Linked DNA regions of Zea mays: region 1 is linked to region 2. The links are chromatin contacts, called in public Hi-C maps. All regions are on one chromosome and are shown on one strand. The core of a region is the stretch at or near the end of the contact, and the rest is flanking DNA. Distances in the headings are between cores, read along the strand shown. Region 1 holds the start of LOC100275119. Region 2 overlaps LOC103633409.

Region 1 (4,684 bases), core at 301-2,800, 120 kb after region 2:
GAGATCGTCTTGATGTTCATCTTGTCTGCGCAAGCGGCAACCCGAACCAATCAGAATCAATCAGCCATGCTCATGCCCATGTACCGTCAATCAATCAGCAGCACAGAACAGTAGCAGTAGGTTAATAATTAATAGTAATAATATATAAAAAAACACACAAAACAGTTGTAAACTCTCTGCTGACAGGTGCGCCGAGCAACTGGCCTGGCCAGGTGAACGCTCATGCAGGGGCATGTGATGGCAGCGGGCCCACGTGTCAGCGAGGTTACAAGGACCAGGGGGCACTGAAACAGGTCCGTTCGTTGAGCGAATGGTGATGAACTGATGTGATGGCAGCGGTAGTAGACTAGTACTAGTACAATAGTGGACCGCACCTTGGATCTTGCAGAGGACTTTTCTGATCTTCCTGTAGCATCTCTCGCATTCAAGGTCAACCTTGAGGACGATCGTGGAGATCTGCAGAGAGATCGAGGGATTAATTGGCGGCAAATGAATGCAGAGTACTATTACTGGAAGCAGATCCAACTGTGTACAACAACCAGTTGTCAAGTTTTTATTCAGGATGACACAGCAGGAGTGCCTGATACAATGAACTCACGATATAGTACTAGTTACTAAAAACACTTGCTTACGCAATGGGCACGAACTGGACCAAAACAAAAGGCAGGGGGAAAAAAAGACGGGTGACTCATGAATCCTATGTTTGAAAAAAGACGGTGACAAATGCGAAAACGACAGTAGCGAAGGGTTTCGAAAAGACCGTGTGGAAAAAAACCCGAAAACCGGACAAATGGACAAAACCGGACGTGCGCCTTCGTCGCCTCGGCATGAAAGTGGTTGGGGCTGCGCTGGGGAAATGGATTCTGGTCAGAAGAGGGCCAGGGAACATTTGCTTGCTCTGTACTTCACTCGCCATACCCTCTGCCCCTCTGGTTGAGTACGTACTAAACTACCGAAGCTAACTCCAATAAGGTTTCTAGAGTGTCCGTATCGAAGTTCACTCTGGGGTTTGTATGTCCTGGATCTCTGAACAAGTTTTCTCGTATATTAATCAGCAGAAGAAAAAAAATGGCCGTTTTTTTACACTCTACTGCTAGACTCTGTCCTGAACAGCTCAATTCATAACCGAACACACAATGACATGTATCTGAAAAAATGAGGGGGGAAAATAAAGAGTCTAGAACGGAGATCGTTAGACGCGATTGAACTGAACCACCGAGGGTCGCACAATTGCAGTTCTTCCATAGTAGCAAAACAACAACAACCAAGACACGAAGATTTCTACCGAGAGCGCAGCACAGGCAAGAGACGATCGGCACGGGCTCATCGCGCAGAGGAACCCCGCCTCCGGGAAGCACAAGCGAGGGAACAGGTAGAGAAAGCACCGTAGGCGTTCGTGTCCTCTTACCTTGTCCGCCATGGGAGTGGCGCTCGACTGAGTCGCCGGGCCGTCACCCTCCTGGCCTGGTGCCGCTGGTCTCGAGCTCCGGGATGGTGGCTGCCGCGGGAGTGTGTGTACGCGTGGGGAAGGAGGAAGGGATGATGACAGTCTAGCACAGAGGAGGAGGGCGGTGGGTGCGGGTGCGGCGCTTTAAAACGGGAGCCTGAGCTGCGCGCCGCACGCAGTGCGTCCTAAGCACCAACCCCCCGGGCCACCGACGCATGGGCCCCTGGTCCGCGCGGACCCTTTGACCCCCCTATTATTAGCTGTGCGGCCGTGCCGCATGTGGCGAGGGCGCGAGTCCAGTGCCTTGCCAGTCGGTGGGGGCATTGGGCGCACAGACACACGACTGCCGCGACGCTCGACCAAAAACGTTTTCTGAAATGAAAATGGCACGGCGCACACGACACGCACATTATAATGGTAAAGACTTTGAAGACAAATGAGTAGTAGTAGCATACAGCTGGGAGCTGGCAGGGTAGAGCAATACTAGTAAGTAGTACTCCCTCCCTTCGTATGAAAACAAGTGCAGTTTTAGTTGAAGTGGTGGCGAATGCTGTCAGTGGAATTATCGTCACACCACACCTCTGCAAAAAAAAAGGCAAGTTGGCTAATCCATGATAAATGTACGCATTTATTTCGGGGTATATTTCGAACACCAGAAGTGTGCTTGTTATACGACGGAAGGAGTACTAGTAGTTCATAGTTATATATGTCTATTCATAGTTACTTACACCTCACTTGGCGGCGCCTCTTTCATTGGGGAGCTTTGGGCTTTTGGAGCCGCCGCGGTGGTGGTGAGGTTTCAGTTCAGGGTATCAGCGGTGGACTGGACGCTAGAGACCGCCGCAACCAGCACAGGCGGGTGCGGCATTGTTTGTCCCTAGCCAGCAGCAGCAGCAGGCTGCGTGGCGCTCCGCCTGGGGGCGCGGGCGCCCGGGGATGCATGGCGTTGCCCGTCAGAAATGGCGTCTTCTTTTCGAGTTCTCTAATCTAATATTAGAGTATATATGTTCGGCCAACTCAACATTACTAGCACCTTTTGTGTTCTACGGACCAGTTCCATTCTGACAGAGGAAAAAAAAGGGGAGGGCTTTTAGAGTCCTGTGTGCGTGACAGCTTACCAGAAAATCATTATGATTTCAGAGGTGGTGAGCACTGCCAAACCGGGGGTGTGGTTGCTTCATTTTGTGCGGGCGTTTGGTTCAGCCTCGCGCCCTGATGCTGCTGCTGCGGCTGCTGGTGGTGGTTTTTGTTTATGCGCCTGTTGGTGGCAATGGCAAGGTGAGCCTGGAGTCCGGGGTGAAGCGAAAACGTGACCCGGATCGCGGGATTAGGCCAACAACTGCACGATAACAAACTGCTCCTGGCAAATCCCTTTTTTGCGTCGGCGTAGCAATCTCGAACAGAGGAAAAGTGGGCGCGGCCGTCTGCGTACTCCAGAGTGCTGCACAACTCATTCGCCATTCGTCGTAATGATCCGCACCCGGAATATTTTTTTTTTGGTATGCACTCCTACGTAAAATGCGGCGGAACCTTCCCGCGTCCTGAGAACAGAGGACTGCAGCTTCCTCTGCCGCGTCTATGCTCCGTGGCCTCCTTCACTCACATGGCAATGGCATGAAGGAGCGTGAAGAATCTCAGAACGGACGCCGCCGACCCTGTTCGGGACGCGGAATGCGACCAGAGAGTGGCAGGGGGGGCCGCTGGAGGCTGTAGCTTGCCCGCGCGCAAGGACGCCGCCGCCGCGGCTAGCTGGCTGGCCCGCGAGGAAAACCACCAAAAACACGAGTGATAGAATTCGACGCCGGGTCGCCGAGCTGGTGGGCGTTGAAAAAAAAAACTGCGGCGGGGCGGGGCGGAGCGGGGCACGCGCGCGTGAGTGAGTGCGCAAGCGATGCGGCCGCCACGCCAGCACGCTGTGACCCACCGGCGGCATCGTGACCGCGCTCACCTAACACGCTCCCTCCACCTCCGCCTCCACCTCGCTTGAGTCGAGCCGGTGTCGGTGCCTGGCGCGAGGGCAGCCGGAGGACCGTGCGTGTGAGAGTGCTCGTTCCGGTGGCCCGTCCATTTCAGCTGCAGGCCGCGAGAGCACGCTGCACGCACGCAGTACGCACGTACCTCCAGTCGCCCCACCCACCATCCAATCCAATCCAATACAATCCAATGCATCGGATCGGGAGTACGCACGCAACCCTCTCTCTGCCGTCTTCAGTTTACGTGTACTAGTAAAATAAGATCGACTCTCTGGCGCACTGGATCAAAAACAACTGCTGAGCTTTCACGTCAGTGATCACCCGATACGACGTACGCCTCACAGTTCTGTTCTATGCTAATAGCGCCAGCAGGCGTACTCCTCCTTCTCGATCGATGATTGGCTCCACTACTCTTTAGTGGCATACCTAACAATTAAACAACGCGGATGGTTCCGAATTCCCGTTGGTTACACCCACCTCAAGTATACGTCTGCCCCCACACCCACAGCAGCTCTAATGGAAGGGGGAGCACGCATGGTCAGGGAGCTAAGCTGCGGAAAGAGAGTGAGTGAGCAGAAGAGCACTGTGCGCCTGTGAAGAGAAGGGACAAAGCTGGATGATTAATGACGCCAGAAGAAAGGGCCGCGAAAAGCGCCAGGGAAAGGGTATCGGGGAAGGCGGGCGAGACCTCGCTTTCAGAGGAGCAGAGACGATCAGACGAGAGGCCATTATGGATTTATGGTACGGGCTACTACGGCGTCACCTGCAGACATTTTAACCTGATCCACCACGCGGCGGACTGCAGTCTACAGAACAGGCAGCCGGACTGGCGGTGATGTGCCGGCGCAGAGCGTGCGGACTCCTAGAGTAAAAAGGCGCCGGTGCGTTGCGTTGGTTGGTTGATGTGGATGCATGCACCGCGGCCGTGGCCGTGAGATTCATCGGCCGAGAGAGAAGGCGGGACTGGGAAGTCTGGGAAGGAAGCAGGATCCCGGAATACGGTGCACGATACAATTTTTAGCGGCGAGCACGAAGCCGAGGCGAGGCGAGGCTCGTTGGATAAACTAATGAGCTAGTAGACGTCAAGCAAACGCTGAAACCTATCGAACTCGCACTCATCCTTACGCTAGCTACTTCAGTAGCAGTACTACTACCACTTACGGAGTAGTAGTACGAGCACTGGTATTGATCTTCCATAGCCTGGATATTCAGTCAGTGCGTGGTCCACATCCACACCCCCATAGGGCCATATATAGAAGCAGAA
Region 2 (4,812 bases), core at 1,900-4,399:
CATGCTGACTTTGGCCAGTAAGAAATAAATTATTTTCAGGACAGAAGAAAAATCGAGGCTGATCTTTTTGGGGGGAAACTTCATGGAGTCGCTGCTACTAATGCTCTTGAGCTAGGAATTGATGTTGGACATATTGATGCAACATTGCATCTTGGATTTCCTGGTAGTATTGCCAGGTCGGTGAAGAATGACATATTCAATGAAGCTCAATGTTTATCTTGTCACCCTGCTAAGATACAAAATTTTAACTGCAGCTTGTGGCAGCAAGCCGGTAGGTCTGGAAGAAGAGCTAAACAATCACTAGCCATTTATGTTGCCTTTGAGGGTCCTTTAGATCAGTATTTCATGAAGTTCCCACATAAACTATTTGGCAGGTCGATTGAGCATTGCCAAGTTGATTCACATAATCTAAAGGTTTATAGATATGTGTTTATTTTATTAACTAATTGGCAAGTATAAATACCTTGAGAACCTAACCCTTCTCTTTTATCTCAAAAATTGAAATTTATTACAGGTTTTAGAACAGCACCTTCCTTGTGCTGCTTATGAACATCCCTTGTGCGTGCAATACGATGAGTGCTACTTTGGCTCTAGTCTCGATAGTGTAATGACAACCCTTAAAGACAAAGGTTATATCATCAATAATCGAGCTGGACCTTTTTCTTCAAGCATGTGGAACTATATTGGACCCGAGGTTTGTTCATTCTTTATTTGTATCCTGTAACGTGTCTTATTTTGTTTTTGTAAGAGAAGTATTGTCTTTCTGCAGAAAAGCCCTTCACAGGCTGTAAGCATACGGGCAATTGAGCAGGACAGGTATAAAGTGATTGACAAGTTAAATAGTCGATTACTTGAGGAAATTGAAGAAAGTAAAGCCTTTTTTCAGGTATATGTTCTTTCACTACATATCATCTCTGTAGGCCTCTTACAATACTTTTCCACTGCTAGCACAACTGACAGATTAGTTGATGGATTTTTGAATTAGCATTAAAAAATCATGTATGTAAGTATGGACTCATATGTATGTACTGTTGATCTGCTACTATGTCTTGTGTCATCAGTACCTTACTGTATCAACTATCAAGTGTCATTTTCTTCAATTTCAGGTTTATGAAGGTGCTGTTTACATGCATCAGGGTGCCAATTACTTGGTTGAGGAACTTGACTTGGCATCAAGGACAGCCTTCTGTAGGAAAGCTGATTTGAAATATTACACGAAAACACGAGACTACACTGACATCAATGTTCTCGGAGGAGAATTTGTATGTTCTCAAGGCTATTACTACTCTAGCTTCCTTTACATTTTCTTCATTATTGACTCATCCCCTGGAGTGGTTTTCAGCACTTTATTTTGTTTACTACTTTTCTGTCTTGTTTATTTGACTCTAGTCTAGTTCATCAAATATTATGAACTCCTGCACTTTGACTCTTCCAATATATGTTGAAGGCTTATCTTCCTACAAGTATATGTAGAACTAATCGGGTGAAGACAACTGCTCAAGCAAATGACTGCACGGTGACTACTAAATGGTTTGGTTTTTATCGCATATCAAAATCTAGCAATACAATATCCGACAGCTTCGAGCTTAACCTGCCCCCATACTCCTTTACTTCCCAGGTGTGTGGCTTGAATATTATTACTGCATAAAATTATGACACATTCCCACATGATGCTTACATTTCTTTACGTTGCCCAATCAGGCTGTTTGGGTGCGAATTCCCCACTCAGTAAAGATGACCGTGGAGGAAAGCAAACTAGAATTTAGAGGCGGCTCACATGCTGCTTCGCATGCACTCCTGAATATAGTGCCTCTGTAAGTTATACATTGACCCCCAGAAAAGTTGATGCCTGGTAGATAATTTTCTAAAAAAATTGTTTTCTTAAACCAGAATATGAGTGGTTGGTAATACAGTAGTGAGTATTTCTTCCTGGAGCTACTCCAGAGTAGCCCCTGTTCGTTTCTTCCAGATTCCACCCGTGAATCATTCTAGCTGATCAAATCTTATATAAATTACACAAACAATCTGGCTAGGAATAGTTCCAGGCCACGGTTCCAAAGGAACCGAACGGGCCCTTATAGTGCAACTGTTCAGATCAGTTTTCTTTTATTCGTTCTTTTGATTGTCTGTAACTTTGTGTTGGTTGTTGGTTGTACATAAATTTTCGCAGGCATATGATGTGCAGTGCTTCTGACCTAGGAACAGAGTGCGCTAATCCTCATGAAAGCCGTGGCATCCCAGACAGAATCCTTTTATATGATAGACATCCAGGTGGTATCGGCATAGCATCACAGGTAAAGTTTCACCTGGTTGAGATTGTATAGGCGTATTTACAGAGATTGTAAAGCCGTTAGTGTTGTCACTCCCCCTGAGAGATGCTTAATCATTAGAGTGATGGACTACTCATGGATCTACTGCAGCCGTATAGATCAACAGTTTTTGCTAGCACCATTGATTTTAACTGATTAAGTGAAAGACTAAAATATTCCTTTTGCGTTCTTGTTAAAAAAAAATGTAGGCCCAAATGCTCTTCGAGGAACTCCTCCTGGCTGCTTTAGAAGTCGTTTCCACGTGCAACTGCACAAGTGCCGTTGGCTGTCCAAACTGCATCCAAGTAAGCCTGAACGCAAGCTGCGCAGGGCTGTAACTTTAGATATTTAGAGAAAAGACGGGGTCTTCGATCCGACATGTTTCCTATTTTTTTTTCAGTCACTGACGTGCAGCGAATATAACGAAGTTTTGGACAAGGAGGCAGCGATTTTGATTCTGAAGGTAAGTGATTTGTGCACTTGTTATATTCTACGTTTGCAGTAGACATGTAATTAACATTGGCTTTGGTACAGGGAGTAATCGACTACGAGAGATCGTATTTTGAAGCGGAAGACGCTTCTCAGCGAAGCTGCTGACGTCGAGGCTACAGTAGGCAGCGAGGAGTGACGTGTTCATTACTGTTTGTTCGTTTGGTGTTTCTCTCGTGTATGTAGATGGGAGAGGTTCGGTCTGTATCTGCACTCACATTTGTAGCCTCGTCATATCAAAGTTGATATCATATCCTACGACAATCAGGTCCATACATCTGTACAACAGTACAACCCAAACATGTGAGAGCTACTGGCGAGCCCACTCATGTCCGGACGTGTGCATCACCTCCAGCCCAGGTGACAGGTGCACTCCGACCTGCCGGCGGCCTCTGACCTGCTTGCCGCCCACGCCCACGCTCCGTGGACACGAAGCGCGATTCCTGTCTCGACGTCGTCGACGACGAGGGGCGTCGACGTTGACCTCTTTTTATCCCGGGGTGGTGGTGCGTCCTGTCCATCCTCGTCCCACCTCTCACCATCGGTACTCCTGTTGCTCCCGGTGCTGCGTGCACTCGGTTCTCCGGCCACTCTGGTGCCCGGCCGGACGCACGACGCCAAGGCACGACTTTTGTTCCTCCCCGAGCTTTCTGGGACTGCGACCTGGCAGCTGGCCGGATTTCCTGTCCCCCCCTTGCCCCTGGATTGGACGCCAGCGCACGGTTTGCTTTTGTGCATGGTGATTGGAGAATGAGTCGCCGTTGACCCCGGGGACGACATGACCCCGTCCGGCCACCGCCGCCACGAGCCCAAGCTCGGTTGGTGCCTTGGTGGTGCGAGTTGACAGGCGCGCCCCCCATGCATTGTCGTCCTCCGGACGTGACGCGTCGTGCGATCGGCCGCGACACGGCAGTAAGTGCAGTGCAGGCACTAGCGATCTCTCTCGATCTGTGCACGAGCGTAGCGTTGACCTCGTACTATCCACTGACAGTTGAGGTGTTGTCTCCTGGAGGGATGTGTCACGAGGTGAAACCTGCATGGTTCATTTTTTTTTCTGTGTTTCCATATATAGTTGTGTCCACGAGAGAAAACTGAGGCTTATAAAAGGACTAGGTGAGTGCCCGTGCGTTGCGACGGATGTAACAATGGAACTGAAAACGGATGGAGTGCAAACATCACTATAATATACAAAATCCGGACAAGTACATAGCTTCTGTTCATAGCAACATATAAAGCTGATGAACAAGATTAGCTCAAAGAAATATGATATCAGCAGGAACAAGATTGCTAGGAAACTCGATTATATTTACTTCAACAAAGGTTCCTCAGAATACTCTGCTATTGCAGCTGGTTCTGTCATAAAGGTCATTTTACATCTTAGAGGTTCACTATAAATCAATCACTGAAACATGACACATCAGATGAAATAGCACCAAGATCTACAAAAAACTTGAGTTATGATCTAAAACTCATACAACACAATTGGTTTCTCTTGCCGTTGATCTGAACATTCATGAAATAAACATCAAAATGTCCATTCAAGGTCAATACAATTGGTTCAAGCGCAACTGAAACCATGTATACATAAAATTTACAGCTACAGCTAATCGATGATTAGTCAAGGCAGACATCCTTGGTCTGTGGCATCACCCACTGATCATATAGCTTGGAGAGCAGTTTAGGATTGACCTTGCACTCACTATCAGTGGCATTCTGCTCGAAGATCCTTACCTTATTCTCTACTCTCTTCTTGACCTGCTCTTCCACAACCTTGAATATCATCATATCCATCAGAGAAAAGGGATCTGCATTGGATGTTTGAAGAATCAAGCATGGAAGCTTCGGTCATAGGCTAAGAACCATGAGAAAGACAAGGTAGAAACATAGTCTTGTTTCAGATATAGAGGATGACTAAATGTAAACAACTTCTCTTTACTTCTCTGTAAATCTGCCCAAAAGACAGGCCAACAGTTTAGCAGGCATATCAATTTTTAGAAAGACACAAACTCTGCAG

What was found. Hi-C and Micro-C count contacts between places; a contact is called where the count stands out from the background.
Region 1: a contact with region 2 is called in a Hi-C map of leaf, with 4 times the contacts expected there. The contact joins the promoter of LOC100275119 here to the enhancer-like site in region 2. A contact is called at or near these places in 4 of 25 Hi-C or Micro-C datasets (ear, leaf, root tip and 1 more).

What each region holds. Positions count from the first base shown.
Region 1 is chr7:173,901,495-173,906,178 of Zm-B73-REFERENCE-NAM-5.0, forward strand. It overlaps LOC100275119, which reads right to left and starts at 1,551. Exons shown (of 3, transcript NM_001149782.2): 1 at 1,409-1,551; 2 at 375-456; 3 at 1-25. The coding sequence starts at 1,420.
Region 2 is chr7:173,778,877-173,783,688 of Zm-B73-REFERENCE-NAM-5.0, forward strand. LOC103633409 reads left to right here. Exons shown (of 23, transcript XM_008655111.4): 13 at 40-176; 14 at 255-414; 15 at 515-694; 16 at 770-886; 17 at 1,107-1,262; 18 at 1,448-1,618; 19 at 1,702-1,814; 20 at 2,171-2,294; 21 at 2,519-2,614; 22 at 2,710-2,772; 23 at 2,844-3,071. The coding sequence ends at 2,906. Among protein-coding and RNA genes, the nearest start is that of LOC103633409, 11 kb to the left of the region's middle. Within about 2 kb of position 3,150, at least 13 of the 20 cell types and tissues checked have an H3K27ac peak or open chromatin away from gene starts, as enhancers often do. A contact at or near this core is called in ear, leaf and root tip, where this site is marked.